Regions from separate parts of the Mus musculus genome. Here regions 2, 3, 4 and 5 are each linked to region 1. Evidence: chromatin contacts called from public ChIA-PET and Hi-C data. All regions are on one chromosome and are shown on one strand. Each heading gives the region's core, a stretch centred on a gene start, on an enhancer-like site or on the middle of the called end of the contact. The rest is flanking DNA. Distances are from core to core; before and after follow the strand shown. Region 1 holds the start of Ccno (cyclin O). Region 2 overlaps Gm41067 (a long non-coding RNA gene). Region 3 holds the start of 1700084D21Rik (RIKEN cDNA 1700084D21 gene). Region 4 has its middle 17 kb from the start of Gm41067. Region 5 holds the start of Esm1 (endothelial cell-specific molecule 1).

What was found. Hi-C and Micro-C count contacts between places; a contact is called where the count stands out from the background. ChIA-PET counts read pairs in DNA pulled down with a chosen protein or histone mark.
Region 2: a contact with region 1 is called in a Hi-C map of embryonic fibroblasts, with 4 times the contacts expected there. The contact joins the enhancer-like site here to the promoter of Ccno in region 1. A contact is called at or near these places in 2 of 39 promoter capture datasets (pre-B cells and stem cell-derived epiblast-like cells), 3 of 484 Hi-C or Micro-C datasets (embryonic fibroblasts and embryonic stem cells) and 1 of 115 datasets of contacts at active chromatin or transcription factors (embryonic stem cells).
Region 3: a contact with region 1 is called in an RNA polymerase II ChIA-PET map of effector CD8 T cells, with 14 read pairs. The contact joins the promoter of 1700084D21Rik here to the promoter of Ccno in region 1. A contact is called at or near these places in 7 of 39 promoter capture datasets (the 3T3-L1 cell line, embryonic stem cells, hippocampal neurons and 3 more), 2 of 484 Hi-C or Micro-C datasets (cerebral cortex and double positive thymocytes) and 3 of 115 datasets of contacts at active chromatin or transcription factors (CD8 T cells, effector CD8 T cells and memory CD8 T cells).
Region 4: a Hi-C map of the N1E-115 cell line shows a contact between it and region 1, with 4 times the contacts expected there. The contact joins the enhancer-like site here to the promoter of Ccno in region 1. A contact is called at or near these places in 2 of 39 promoter capture datasets (liver and pre-B cells), 3 of 484 Hi-C or Micro-C datasets (the N1E-115 cell line and embryonic stem cells), 3 of 115 datasets of contacts at active chromatin or transcription factors (embryonic stem cells and stem cell-derived neural progenitor cells) and 2 of 9 other capture datasets (adipose tissue and pancreatic islet).
Region 5: an RNA polymerase II ChIA-PET map of effector CD8 T cells shows a contact between it and region 1, with 26 read pairs. The contact joins the promoter of Esm1 here to the promoter of Ccno in region 1. A contact is called at or near these places in 3 of 39 promoter capture datasets (embryonic stem cells, hippocampal neurons and stem cell-derived epiblast-like cells), 4 of 115 datasets of contacts at active chromatin or transcription factors (double positive thymocytes, effector CD8 T cells, embryonic stem cells and 1 more) and 3 of 9 other capture datasets (adipose tissue, liver and pancreatic islet).

The regions. Positions count from the first base shown.
Region 1 is chr13:112,986,495-112,989,194 of GRCm38.p6, forward strand. Ccno (cyclin O) reads left to right here and starts at 1,308. Exons shown (of 3, transcript NM_001081062.1): 1 at 1,308-1,790; 2 at 2,397-2,582. The coding sequence starts at 1,404.
Region 2 is chr13:112,771,602-112,774,301 of GRCm38.p6, forward strand. It overlaps Gm41067 (a long non-coding RNA gene), which reads left to right. Exons shown (of 3, transcript XR_873969.2): 2 at 683-1,730. Among named protein-coding and RNA genes, the nearest start is that of Gm41067, 4.3 kb to the left of the region's middle. Within about 2 kb of position 1,435, at least 40 of the 459 cell types and tissues checked have an H3K27ac peak or open chromatin away from gene starts, as enhancers often do. A contact at or near this core is called in embryonic fibroblasts, where this site is marked.
Region 3 is chr13:113,134,628-113,137,327 of GRCm38.p6, forward strand. It overlaps 1700084D21Rik (RIKEN cDNA 1700084D21 gene), which reads left to right and starts at 1,449. Exons shown (of 3, transcript NR_131045.1): 1 at 1,449-1,642; 2 at 2,020-2,125.
Region 4 is chr13:112,750,474-112,753,173 of GRCm38.p6, forward strand. No RefSeq gene overlaps it. Among named protein-coding and RNA genes, the nearest start is that of Gm41067, 17 kb to the right of the region's middle. Within about 2 kb of position 1,443, at least 106 of the 459 cell types and tissues checked have an H3K27ac peak or open chromatin away from gene starts, as enhancers often do. A contact at or near this core is called in the N1E-115 cell line, adipose tissue, embryonic stem cells and 2 more, where this site is marked.
Region 5 is chr13:113,208,301-113,211,000 of GRCm38.p6, forward strand. It overlaps Esm1 (endothelial cell-specific molecule 1), which reads left to right and starts at 1,359. Exons shown (of 3, transcript NM_023612.3): 1 at 1,359-1,843. The coding sequence starts at 1,543. All of the region lies in intron 2 of Gm41069 (a long non-coding RNA gene), which reads right to left.

The sequences.
Region 1 (2,700 bases), core at 58-2,557:
ACTCTTCTAGGAAGAGGTCTGCTATGTGGCCCCCTTGCTGTGGATTCGGTTGATCTCCCCGTAATGTTACCCATCAACAGCCTGAGAGGAGACAGAAAGCCAGGCACTTGCATGTAGAAAACTCCTCTCAGGTGATTCTCAGCAACCCCGCGTCACACAAGTGCTGCAATTTAAAGCGCCTTCAGAATCACAGAGAATAGAAACGGAGGCGAGAAGCTGAAATCCAGCCCTTTCCCCTCACCTGCTTCTCTGGCAAGTTTCTAGGGGGAGGATTTGCACGTGGACTCCAACAATTTCCAGCTGTCTTTGGAATCAGTGAGGACGGCCGCGTGTGCAGAACTCACAGCGCCTTAACGTCTCTTTTAGATCAGGACCGGAGTTTGGAGTACACGGGTTGAGAATGGAGAAGGTGTCACATTCTACCTTTCTCTCTTGTCCCCGCGCCTCCCCCTCCCCCAACTCTGCATTCCTTTGATTTCCCTCCATCCTACCCTGGGCACAAAGAATAACCTAGAAAGGTAGAGGGTTAAAAGCTAATGACCCAAAGCAGAACACACTGTGAGCAATTCCACAGAAATGCCACCTGTGACATTAAGGCCCTAAACGGCTGCAGCCTTGGCGTGTTTGGCTCGGGATGAAAAGTGCGGGGCAAAGTATCCAGAGGGCAGCGGGCTTGTGCGACGGTCATTTGAAGTAACTTCCTACGTTTTTGGATCACAAATACCTGTCTGACAGGACGGGCTCCCACATACTTAACAGACGTTAGCGACGCGCCAAAGTTCTCCTTCCCTGGGCCAGCGGAATGAAATAAAATAGTCGCAAATCAAGTCCTTTTATGGGTCACTGAAGAAAACCTAGCCTGATCTTGGTCCGGAGCTCAGAGGCGGACCCACCTGGATGAGGGTTGGCATAAAAGATGATCACACCAGGCCAGACAATCTAACCAAGGACCAGGTTCCCCGGAGCAGCCTTTCCCTTTTTCCGGGGGCGGCTGAACCGCTCAGACGGCCCATGGCTCCCCTAGGTGGCCAGTGATCTTTACGCTCTTCCACCGAGCTCAAGCAGCTGGCGCCAGGACCCGGGCTGCGGTTGCCACGGTGACGACAGACGCGCGGAGCCTGCAGCTGAAGGCGGGTGAGAGGCGGGAGTTGCAACGCCTCCTCCCCCTGCAACCAGCGCGGGGGCCACGCGTTGCTCGCACGCGAGGGGTGTGGCTCTGCCTCCGGGAAAGCGCGGCCCGTGGGCGGCTCGGGGCTCAGCCAGTGAGAGGCCGGGGGAGTGGTGGAGGGAAGGCACAGTCCGGGTACTTAGAGCTGCGCCGCCAGCGGGACCGGATCTTCCTCGCAGCTCTCGCGCCGACGCTCCGGGCGTCGTAGACGCTAGGAGCGCTACCCGATTGTAACATGGTTACCCCTTGCCCTGCCAGCCCGGGCAGCCCCGCCGCGGGAGCCGGGAGGCGAGACAGCCACCAGAACCTCCGCGCCCCAGTGAAGAAGAGCAGACGCCCGTGCCTCCGGAGAAAGAAGCCGCTGCGGCCGCTGAACGCGTGTTCGCTCCCGGGAGACTCGGGCGTCTGTGACCTTTTCGAGTCCCCCAGCTCCAGCTCGGACGGCGCCGACAGCCCCGCAGTGTCTGCGGCGCGGGACTGCAGCTCCCTACTCAACCCTGCCCAGCCCTTGACAGCGCTGGATCTCCAGACCTTCCGAGAATACGGCCAGAGCTGCTACGACTTCCGAAAGGCGCAGGAGAATCTTTTCCACCCGCGGGAGTCGCTGGCGCGCCAGCCACAAGTGAGGCGCTGGCAAGAGCCAGACCCGGGGCCGTCGCGCTTCTGTCTCTCCCAGGCTAGCTCGCTCTCTCCATGGCTGCTGGCTGCCCTTCGCACAGCCCTAGTCATTGCAGCCCATTATCTGCCATCAGTAGGAGCAATTGGGACCTTCAAGGATTGGCCCACTGACCTATTTAGATGGAGAAAGGTTGTGGGTGGAGAGGTGGATATCGGAAGTTATAGGGGGTGGGTAGAGGAGTTTTATTATAACGCAGTTCGACAGCTTCTACGTCAGATCCAGAACTCCTAAATTTGCTTGCACTTCTGTTTAAAAAAAAAACAAAAACTTTACCCCCCACCCCCCACCCCTTATAGTCCCTTTGACTTGCTGAGAGGGTTAGACTGGGTAGTGTGCCCTAATGCACTGTGCACAATACCAGGCGCGAGCCCAAACGTTCCCAGGCGTTCCGGAACGCCTGGTTTAAGGCAGGCCCGTACCTCCCCCCCTCCCCCCCACGTGCCTCCTATTTTTCAGTCATTTAGCGTTTTCCCCTTTGCCTCTCTGCCTCTCTGGATTGTTTTGTTCGGGCGCGCGCTTCAGCACACTCCCCCTCTCGCTCCCGGCCAGGTGACTGCCGAATCGCGCTGTAAACTGCTCAGCTGGCTCCTGCAAGTCCACCGCCAGTTCGGCCTCTCTTTCGAGTCGCTGTGTCTGACCGTGAATACTCTGGACCGTTTTCTCCTCACGACCCCTGTTGCTGCAGACTGCTTCCAGCTGCTCGGGGTCACCTGTCTGCTCATCGCTTGCAAGCAGGTACCACCAGGCGAAAGAGTGCGATGTGTTTGCAGCCAGCGCCCCCCTTCCCCAACTCGTGCATGGCTTAGGGCTGGGTTGCTTGGCTTATCTGGGCAGATGCTCGAAGATCTTTCCA
Region 2 (2,700 bases), core at 185-2,684, 210 kb before region 1:
GAACTGACTGAAAACTGTCTCCAAAGATAGGACGACTCTGTGAAAAAAAAAAAAAAAAAAAAAAAAAAGCCCCCAGAGAAAACAGCACGAAACCACACCTGATCCCACACGGAGGCTTGCCAGAGCCCAAACAGGACCGCGTTGGTAGCATCATCCCTGCCCCCCTCGGGGGTGGGATGGGGGTGGGGAGGACTCTTTCTTTTTCTTTCTTTTTTTTTTTTTTTCCCAGAACTGCTTGTTTCTGTCTCAATCACATCCAAGGACATCTAGATGATCCCTTTGGCTGTCAGAAAACAGTTTTGAGCACGACACACCGTAGAAGCCTTCTCCATCCAAACTTGGGTTCTAGTCACTGGAAAAACCTCTCTAGGGAAGACGGAAAAGCTGAGCCACCCGTTTCTGTCTGGGACAGCTTTGCTCCCGGCCCCTTTTCCTGCATCAGCTTTTACTTAATGGGTTGTTTTATTTGGCAATGACCAAGCAAGGAAACCAAGGATATTAATAATGATAATCGACATTTGAACTTCCTGGGTACGACGTGTACTTTGTGCCCAAGTGCTGAATAGATTTTTTTGTTTAAAAAAAAAATTGTACATGCATGGATGAGACTAAAAACTGTCACAGACTTAAATAATATTTTTGTCTTTGTGCCATTTGAACCAACTCTTCTTTCTTTTCCTAGCTTTGGTCCTTGGAAAGGTTCGAGGTCCCAAAGCAACGTTATTTATGCCGGCTGCAACCCTTGCCACGAAGCCTTGAGGCATCCCAATTACTAATTCAACGGCGGGGAGCTGAAGCAATCCGGTGATTTTCCATCAATAAGATGGTTTCCATCAGCAAAACCCCATGGGGAATGATAGGGCTACTCGGTGACTCGAGCGCAGATATCATCATAAATCTGATTTTTTTTTCTTTCTTTCTGCTTTTTGCAAAGGAAACCCCACCTGCTGGTGTGTGGGTTATTGACACAGCAGCCCTTTTGGTTCTAGTGCCAATTCTTCCTGAATTAGAAGGGAAATCCAAGGGGAGGCCATAAGTGCGAGGAAACAGAGGGCCTGCAAGAAGTGGTTCACTTTAACTCATTGTGATCTGTGCAGTTCAAGTCCTGGGGCATCACAAACCTACAGCAAATATTTGCTGGGCACACTAAAGTCTGCCCACAAGACAATTTATCAGGAAACAATCCCTGAGGTGGAGAACCAATGCCCACATTTATTTATTTATTTATTTATTTGTTTGTTTGTTTGTTTGTTTGTTTGGCATGGGAATGGTCTACATTTCTGAGAAAAACTAAGCCGTGAGAACTTCTACGAAGTGAGCTGATACCGTGGGGATGAGAACACACGAGCCTGAGACTCTAACGCTCCCGACGGGCTCTGGCCTGGAGTCGGTCCCACGTGCTGACACTTCTTACAAACCAATGGAGAAACTGCTCCCTTAGGAGTGAGTATCCCTAAGAAGAATTTTCAGTGTCGGTGGTGTGTATGAATAGCACCGTAGTGACCACACATTCTGTGGAAATCCCCAGTGAAAGCATCTTATGCATTTGCCTTCCGAGCCTTGAAACTTTTCCCCCAGTCATTTGGCCTTTTAAAGCTTCCTGAGCCTCCCCATTCTGTTTCCTGCGCTCTGAAATTTTTTACTGGTGATTAGAAAGCGTGAAGCTAGATCCTGCCAACACCCCAGGAGAAAATCGAAGGTGATCTGAGAACCATCCAGACCATGCTTAGGTATGTAAGTCACCCCTAAACACTCCTGCCCTTCTCGCCTGCTTTGTCTCCTTTTTTGGGTACAAAGTATGATACCCACACAGAGCCTAGTTTGTTGAAGCAATAGTAATTTTTTTAAAACTTTCACAATTCCCTGATGGAGAAACAACTATTGGAATCATACATTAGTGTATTTCTCTTTAGCTATTTTTTCTGTGCTGATAAGTTAGTATGTTATAATCATGTTCATTATGAATTATGTTATGTTATAATGTGTGTTAAGCCAGCATGATCACTATAAACAATTCACACACAGAAATGAATAAAGGATAAACATCTCCTAGAATCTGAATCCTGGAGATAATTATTGAGGCAGTTTTACCTATGTTAATCAGTTGCATTCATTATCTTGATAGAAGTATCTGTGTCAGTTATATTCCTATTACATATTAGATACACTTACTTGATTTTCTACCAAGTGGCTTATATTATATACTCTATTCTATAATTTCTTTTATTCACACTATGACAACAGAACCAGATATCCTTTCAAGTTCACCTATGTGTAATGATTCTGCTTTCAAAATGACTACCCAGCATTTCATGGAATGAAGATACTATACCTTTTAAAGTGTAAGCCCTACTGGGAGTTGCTATTTCTAGTTTTTTGCAGCTATGAATGGTGCAATAGACATCTGATGTATTTGTCTTTGCATGCCTGTCTGGGAAGCAGAGCTACTAGATCTAATATGTGAGCGTGCATGTTTTCACGTGAGTGTGATGGTTACATCATATTTAATTGTGTCCTCCCACTAGTTCCATGAAATATTATATGATTTAATGGTACCACAATAATATTGCAGATTCAATTTAATAGTTACATGGTCTCCCTCTAAGGGACAAGGACTCATGCTGAGTCATATAAATATGACCAACACTGTATGGGAGACAATAGTCTCTCACTGTTTTCACCACTAGCAGCTGGCCTTAA
Region 3 (2,700 bases), core at 199-2,698, 150 kb after region 1:
GAATACCTGACTACAGAGAGGAAAGGAATAGATTAGAGGCATTAGAATCAGTTTGGTTATTGATGATGGGTTCCCACCAAGTAGACATGGAAGATCTGATGCACGTCGTCAGGATGGAGTGGGCTGAGCGGAGAATGTGGAAGGCCATGGGCTCCTGTGTTTCTGCCAGAGTTTAGGTCATCACTGTTCTTTTCTGTCAGTAAAGGATGGTGTGGGAACAGGCTTTCCCCACAAAGTGGTGGTGGAAAAAGGGTCCACGCAATTCACTGACTTTCTGAACTGTGGGCTTAGATTGAACTTTGACATGAGAACAGACTTTGATGGGGTTCTCACCAAATTCATTTGGTTAGAGTTTGGTCAGTTAGATGTGGTCTAGGCCAAAATGTACCGTGTGGTGGGTTTTTCTAGGTAACAGAGTGCTCTCCCCAGCCTCTCAGCACACAACACAGTAGCACATCCTTTCATGTCACCACCTAAACCACCCGCTTGCTGCTGCTTCTGCTCTGTCTCTGGGACAGTCACTCATTTCTAGCTTCGTGTAGTCACTGCATTAAGATTTAGGTCATAAGCTATACATGTCATCTATGTAACAGTGTAATTAGATGATTTTAGGTATATTGCATTATTAATTTAAATACTAGATAGATTATAAAAATGCCCTTTTAAACCATGTTACTAATGACTTCAATAGTATCAAATAGAGGCATAACATCTCAAATTCTCACTGCTACCTTTCTAAATCTTTCTCATCACTTCCTATCAGAAACTCTAGAACTGTAAGGCAAGAAATGCCCTTCTATTCTCCCTTCCGCTCAGCATCTGGTGACCTTTATTCTGTGTCAATGGGTTTGCCTGTTTAAATGTTTCAAAGGAGTCGAATCAAATACCACTCATCCTTTTGACTGCTTTGTTCTGTTGGTATAGTATTTTTAAGGTCCATTCTTGTTGCAGCCTGCATCAGAATGTATTCTAATTGTTGAATAATGCACCACCGTTTACCCATTCACCTGCTGAAGGTGTCGGGCTGTTCTCAATTCCTGGCTACTATCATTGCTTCACAGGTCTTTGCTTGCATTCCTTTGAGTGTGTACTCAGGAGAAAATGGCTGAGCCATGTGTTTCCATTCTCTTGAGTGTTTCCAAGGAATTTTCTCATTACTAGAAAACTTTAGACCCTAGGTTAGTCTTCCTTCTCTACTACAATTTCTGCCTTCTTTCTAGGTGGCTCAGTACCTGTGCAGTGCCCTGCCCTCTCAATTCCTTGAACCCATCTTCTTCATGTTAGCTTTTTACCTTCATAATATTTCCCTCTCTGACTCCAGTCCATCTACCTTGGCTGTCCCCTAAGTCCACTCTAACCAGGGTTTCATTCCATCATTACACAAAATGGCTGATGTCAAGGCCACAGAGGCACATTGTGATGGTCTATATATGCTCGGCCCAGGGAGTGGCACTACTAGAAGGTGTGGCCTTGTTGGAGTAGGTGTGTTACGATGGGTGTGGGCTTAAGACCCTCATCCTAGCTTCCTGGAAGTGAATATTCTGCTAGCAGCCTTCAGGCCCTGATGGAAAAGGCCATGGATTGATGGAAACTGCAAGGAAGAGAATCCACTCAGCTCAGGAGATAGAGGAATTGGAAACAGGTTAGGAGAAATTGCCTCCACTGAAGTACAAGAAGGGATGAGGACTGACTAAAACCCCAAACACAAATCAAACACAAATAGGTCAGAGAAGACAGCCCAGGTGCTGTGGAATAGATGATGTGAACCAAATAGTGCCGTGGCAAGGCTTATAATAGAGGAATGGTCATGGCTATTACCTATTTGGTCTAGGGAGAGCGTGGGTATTTCCCCTAGCTTGCAAGTGGTACCCATCCTGTACGCCAACCCTGCCTGGAATCATTTCCAAATCACAATCTTTGCCAGATGCAAAACTGGCTTCTCCTTTATTGTGACTGATGTGGGTGTAGTCTGAGTCGCCAAATAAGTAGAGTCTAGGGTGACTGAATCCTGCTTTTCAGTGATTATAGAGGAGAAGAACTCTGAAGTCCCTCCTTCCATGCCTTCCTCAGTGCCCAGAGACCAGGAACTGGAGCCTAAGATGACACACCTCTGTAGTCCCATAAGGTAGCTGAATATTTCATTTCTCAAACATGTAGCTTAGTGTTTTCTCTACCCCCAAATAATTATGTGTTTGTTTTATTTTTTTATGCACCTAAACATAATATTTAGCTTATAAGATATGGCATTTTTATCTGTCAAAAGTCCCTGAGTTGGTAAAATTTGATAACTAAATGACGGTATGGCCTAGATGATGGATATATATGGATTCTGTATTATTAAAACATATAGTCCACAACGGTTTTGATATGCTGTCTATATTTCAATTGAACTTCTGCCAGAAGCAATCTTAAAATGTAGTTTTGTCACTTATATCCAGAAATATTATTCATTGTGGCCATATCCATAATAATCATAATGAGTTACATGAAAAAAATTGAAATCCAGTTTACTAATTTTAAATGTCTATTCTGTTATTTAGACTTTTTAAGAGGTAGCTGTGATGGCTGATTTTTTTCCCTAAACGAGCTTAAAGAAATAGTTGGGCATATTTGGCTTTTTAGAGTATTTATACTGAAATATAGTTGTAGCTTTGTGGTCCTATACTGAGACATTTGAAAGCCCAGCTGTTGGGCAGGAAG
Region 4 (2,700 bases), core at 193-2,692, 240 kb before region 1:
GCAGAGGTGGAAGGAAGAACTGAGAGAGCGAAGCAAACCTCAGCTAAGGAGCAAGGCCAAGGCCATCCTGGGACAAGGGATCCTGTCCCAAACTAAACAAATGAACAGAAAAGAATGAAGGGCCCTGGTCACTTTAAAAAGTTAACACAAGTCCTAAAACTGTAATGCCGATCACAGAAAAAGAGACTGCCTCTTTTTTTCCTGGGCTCCTTGAAAACAAATTCACTGGGCATAACTTACACCTGATGAGCGGCACCTAGTAGCACACGCCTTTAATCCTAGCAGGGGAGGCAGAGGCAGGCCCATCTCCATGAGTTTGAGACCAGCCTGGTCTCCATTGTGAGCTCCAGGACAGCCAGGGCTGTGTCTCAAAAACATGGAACAAATACATAGCCAAGGAGATAGGAGCAGAGTCTTGCCTCTACTCACACGTGCAGATGCCAGCCTGGGAGATGCCGGGGCTGATCTTCAGGCTCTTAGAGAACTATCCCTCCTGAAAGTACCCTTGCTCTCGGCAATCACATAACTTGTAGCTAGGCTAGGGGCAGGGTACCTGGAAGGAGGGGAGTTAGGGACCCTGTCTCACTCTATCGATCATTATAGTGAGATATGTATCCGTGTGTCTTATGGAATAGTATGTGTATCTGTTTGCTAGAGTTGTTATTACAAAGCACTACACACTGGGTGGCTTCCGCAATGGAAACTTATTCTTTCCTGGTTCTGGTGGCTAGACTTTGGTTGGTAGGTAGTCTTGGGTATTTTCTGAGGACTGTGCATGGCTGGGCAGTCTCTCCCTCTGCATGATATGCCTCTGAGTTTCCATTTCCTATCAGGCCCCCAATTAATCCTGGATTTGGGCCCATCCTGATGACCTTATTTTGAACTTAATTGCCTCTCTAAAGACTCGTATTTTTAAATAACATCCAACTCTGAGGACTCTTAGGACCTCGACATGTAAACACTGGGAGACACAATTTTATCTAAACACCAAGCAACCTGCCTGGCTTTGGTTTCCCCATTAGAGGAGAATGCGGGCCTCAGTCCTCCTTAAGAGCTCTTTCAGACCCAGTGTTCCAAGATTTACTCAGCCCTTTGCAGCTGCCAAACCTGGCCCCACCATTCACTTGGCTGTAACTACAAGAATTTTCCCTCCTTGGTCCTGCCAGGCAGGCCCGGAGCAGGAGGGAGATGCGTGAGGAAACGGTGCAAGGGTGGGGTTTCCTTTTAACTTTTTTTGTTGTTGTTTGCACTAGTTCTGTAACAGGACAAACATTCGGAGCAGAGTGAAACGGGGGTCCTGTCATCCTAAAGCAATGCCATGCTTCTTTTCCTAAATACGAGGTGTCGTGTGCGCCAGCTGCCATGACAAAATCCATCCAGGAGAGCCTAGGTAGTTTGTTCTCTCTGCCAATTCGCTGGCAGCAGAATGCTCCCCCAGCTGTCCTCCAGCCAGGCTAGGAACTAAGTGGAACCCGCCAGCCTCCGGGGTTGGGAGGGCTTAGAGACAAGAGGGGGCGGGGCTTAGAGACAAGCGCCAGAGGGGGACCCGGAGGGGGAAAAGGACAGGGAGGAAAGGGCAAGGGAGAGACAGATATAGAGGGGAGAAAGGAGAAAGGAAGAAGTGGGGGAGGAAGGGAGAGGAGAGGCAGGAAGGCAAAGAAAGACAGGAGGAAGGAGGAAGGAAATATCACTGGCCTGGAGGGGTAACCTAGTTTCTTTAAGGGGCCCAGACAGGAAGGGCAAAAGGCCGGGCTCCAGGCCTGGCGATCATAGAAATTACGGTCTGGTCAGCATCATCTTTAGGGAGAATTTAGAAAAATTGGGGTTTGCTTGCCTATAAATAAAAAAAAAAAAAAAAAAAAACATGGGTTTTTGAAAGCCTAACCTAAGGACACGAAACCTATATAAGGAAGCAGCGCCGGGCTGTAGTTAACCCAAGGCCCAGAGCAGTCCACTTCCTTTCTTTGTGTCTTTTTTTACTCCTAGTCTCTAAATGTGGAGATGGTAATGCCATTGCACTCGGCTCAACTTAAAAATACCTTCTTCTAAGCCACCTGACTCCCCGCCCTCACCCCCACCCCCACCCCCACCCCCACCCTCCGTACTTCTAGCCAGTAAGGAATCTTCCATGGTCACCTGATCATGGTCTAGTGAGCCTTGCTGGAAGCATCCAAGACTCCAGATGTTGAACACAGCCAGGGCACACAGCTCCACCACTCACCCTGACTGTCCTCCTCATCTTAAGAATGTGCCAAACCTTTATGTTCAAGCCTTTTTTATTAGGAGCACCTTGGCTTCCTATCCAAGTCATCTGGAGAGATTCCCCCGTGGGGCTTTCTTCCCAGCTTTTATGATGTTTAAGAGTGAGTCGCGGGTGCTGCTTTCTGGCTCTGAGTACATCCACGTCTTTCTTTCTCTTCCCACCCTGTGTGGCAGTGAAGGGAAAGGCCGGCCTTGTGACCCTGCTTCTTCTGCTACTAAATGTATGATTGGGAAAAGGGCCTCTGCAGGCAGAAAAAGTGGTTCATTTATCGTGAAAAACATTTGTGGTGTTGGTGGGTTGAACCTAATTATAATAACATGCAACAGCTTTCTCTGGCTCAGTCCTATATCTCAACTGGGTTCTCTCTCTCTCTCTCTCTCTCTCTCTCTCTCTCTCTCTCTCTCTCTCTCTCTCTCTCTCCTCGATGGTTCATCTCA
Region 5 (2,700 bases), core at 109-2,608, 220 kb after region 1:
CATGTCACATCCAGTAGCTTGGATGCGTCAGCCTTTAGAGGCCTCAAGGCTTTCAGAGGTCAAACACTCTAAAGCCATGAGCTCTCAACAGAAGACGAGGAGTTCTGTGGATGCACCACAGTCAGTTTGTGACAGACAGGAGTTACCCGCTTCGCTGGGTCATTTCTTTACCAGTCGGTAGTGACTTTATCTTTTTGTTGACAAATTGGGTTGGGAGCTAAAAATGGAACACAGCATTAGTGTGAGGACTTTTCTGTCTGCTCTGACATCTAGCATCCCCTTGTTGCACAAGCCTGGCTACACAAGGTCCTGGGCCAGCCAATACTTTGAGAGGACTATTGTTTTCCTTGGTGGGGCCACACTGTGTCCCTCCATAGCATGAAGACCTTGTTTCCTGGTGGGTAATGTTTTTCCTTCCCCATGACTTGCCTTTCTGGAGCTGTGTTCCGATTTCCCTGCTGGCTCACTTGTTTCTTTGGGCTTACTGCCTTGTTTGGGAAGTTTGAAGCAAGAGCTCCGATAGATGCCAGGAGGTGAGAGGAAGGACCGGGTGGATGCAGTCATTGGACACACAGACTTGGTGATGGATGAGCCTTCTCGCCAGGGGGTTTGGGTCAGGAGCAGTCCAACTGACAAGTTTTTCCAGAACTGAGTAATTCAGTAACAATGCCGGGACAACCTTCTCTCTCTCTCTCTCTCTCTCTCTCTCTCTCTCTCTCTCTCTATTGATTAAAAAAAAATGCTAAGCTGTAGCATATCTGACTAAACACAGCAACAGCAAGGACAGACTTGAACATGGATAGCATAAATACTTTAGAGATAACAACAGAGGAGGAACTTGTGAGGAAGGAAGAAGTCTTTAAAAGGCTTCTATCCAAATATTTTCCTTCTTCTAAGTCTTGAAAAAACACAATATATAACTATTTCTTCTTCCAAATGATCTCATAGCTATTTATTGAGGAAAATGCCAAATTATTATTATTATTATTATTATTATTATTATTATTATTATTACTATTATTATCATCATCATTTACTTGATAGATGCTTCTGGCTTGATTTATGTCTATGTCAGTCTCCTCCGTGCTAAGGGACTCTGAGACAAAGCTACATCCTAAGTGTTATGTTGGTGTCAGAGCAATTCCTGTGCAGTAGGGGGCTATGCTATGCAACCTTCGTTATTCCCCCTTCTCAGATGTCCTTGAGTCTTTGAGACGGATGTGAGCAGAGTTTTTCAGCCCTCATGCAAAACAACCATCTAAACATAACAGATGACATCAGCTTGGGCTTTTCAATTCCTGGATGGCAGCAGCGTGTTAATCCAGCCTTCATCCTGGATTTCATAAACTAAAACAAGAGAGGCTGGCAAGAGCACAGCGCTGCTGCTGGGTTGAGGAAATTGATGACGGGGAAGCATGCGGGCAACACAGTGTATAAAACTCATAACCGTGTAGGCTGAAGCTCAGCTACTACTTTGGACGGCTGCTTCCCTCCAGCAAAGACCACGACGGCAGGGAGCTGAGCAGGAGCCAGCTGCGAGACATGAAGAGCCTCTTGCTGCTGACCACACTCCTGGTACCTCTGCACCTGGGCATGGCCTGGAGCGCCAAATATGCGGTGGATTGCCCGGAACATTGTGACAAAACTGAGTGCAGAAGCAGCCTGCGTTGCAAGAGGACAGTGCTGGATGACTGTGGCTGCTGCCAGGTGTGCGCCGCGGGACCTGGAGAAACCTGCTACCGTACAGTCTCAGGCATGGACGGGGTCAAGTGTGGTCCGGGGCTGAAGTGTCACTTTTACAGCGAGGAGGATGATTTTGGTGACGAGTTTGGTATCTGCAAAGGTAAAGAGCGACTCTTTGCTTCCCACCGTGCAGGGCTCCCGGAGGGTATTTAGTCAGCCTGAGGAGGTGCGTGTTCCTTCCTCTGAACAACCAGGGAGGATGCTTGGATGCAGGTGGTGTGCTTGATAGAGAGAAAAAGGATATCTGCCGGGAGGTTTGGAAAGCAGCGTGCAGAAGTCACAAGGGCTGCAGCATCCCGTTCACTGCATGCATTCAGATTTGAGAAGGGAAGTTGCAGTTGGTAGCTTGTGTGTCTTCTTTTTCTGAGAGGCTTTAGAAATCTGACAGGTAGCCTGTTACAAATGCTTAAGGTGTCTGTTCCCCTGGAAGCCAATGATTCCAGAGGTCCTCCTGAGATAACCTCTTAAAGCTGTTTCTAGCTCCCCAGATTTCACCAGCCTTTGATCTTGAAAGAGTTCACCGGGAGGAGTGCCTTACTCAGGCTCAAGTATTTCTGATGAGCACTAATGTGCTTTATGGCATAAGGTGGGCTTAAGTCAGGCAACAAAATAACTCATGCTCTTGCAAGAGGGTCCCCTGAAGTATAAAATAAGCCTAGCTTAACTTTTAAAATGTTTCTGTTAGGCAGAAAGTAGCAGATGTTGTAAGACAAGCAGAAATAATAGTAACCTAAAAGTCTGTTTTTTTTAAAAAAGGTGACTCTTTTATAGATTTAAAGAAAAGAAGTGAAATTATAATTAAGACAGAAACCAGAGCTAAATGATGCCTTGATTTGTCTGTGGAATTTATTTTCAAACCTAGTGACTAAATTAATATTTTTAAATGAATAAAAATAAAAGAAAAGGTTATTTAAAAGTCTGCATACATAGATGCTATATAATCTTATCACAATATGC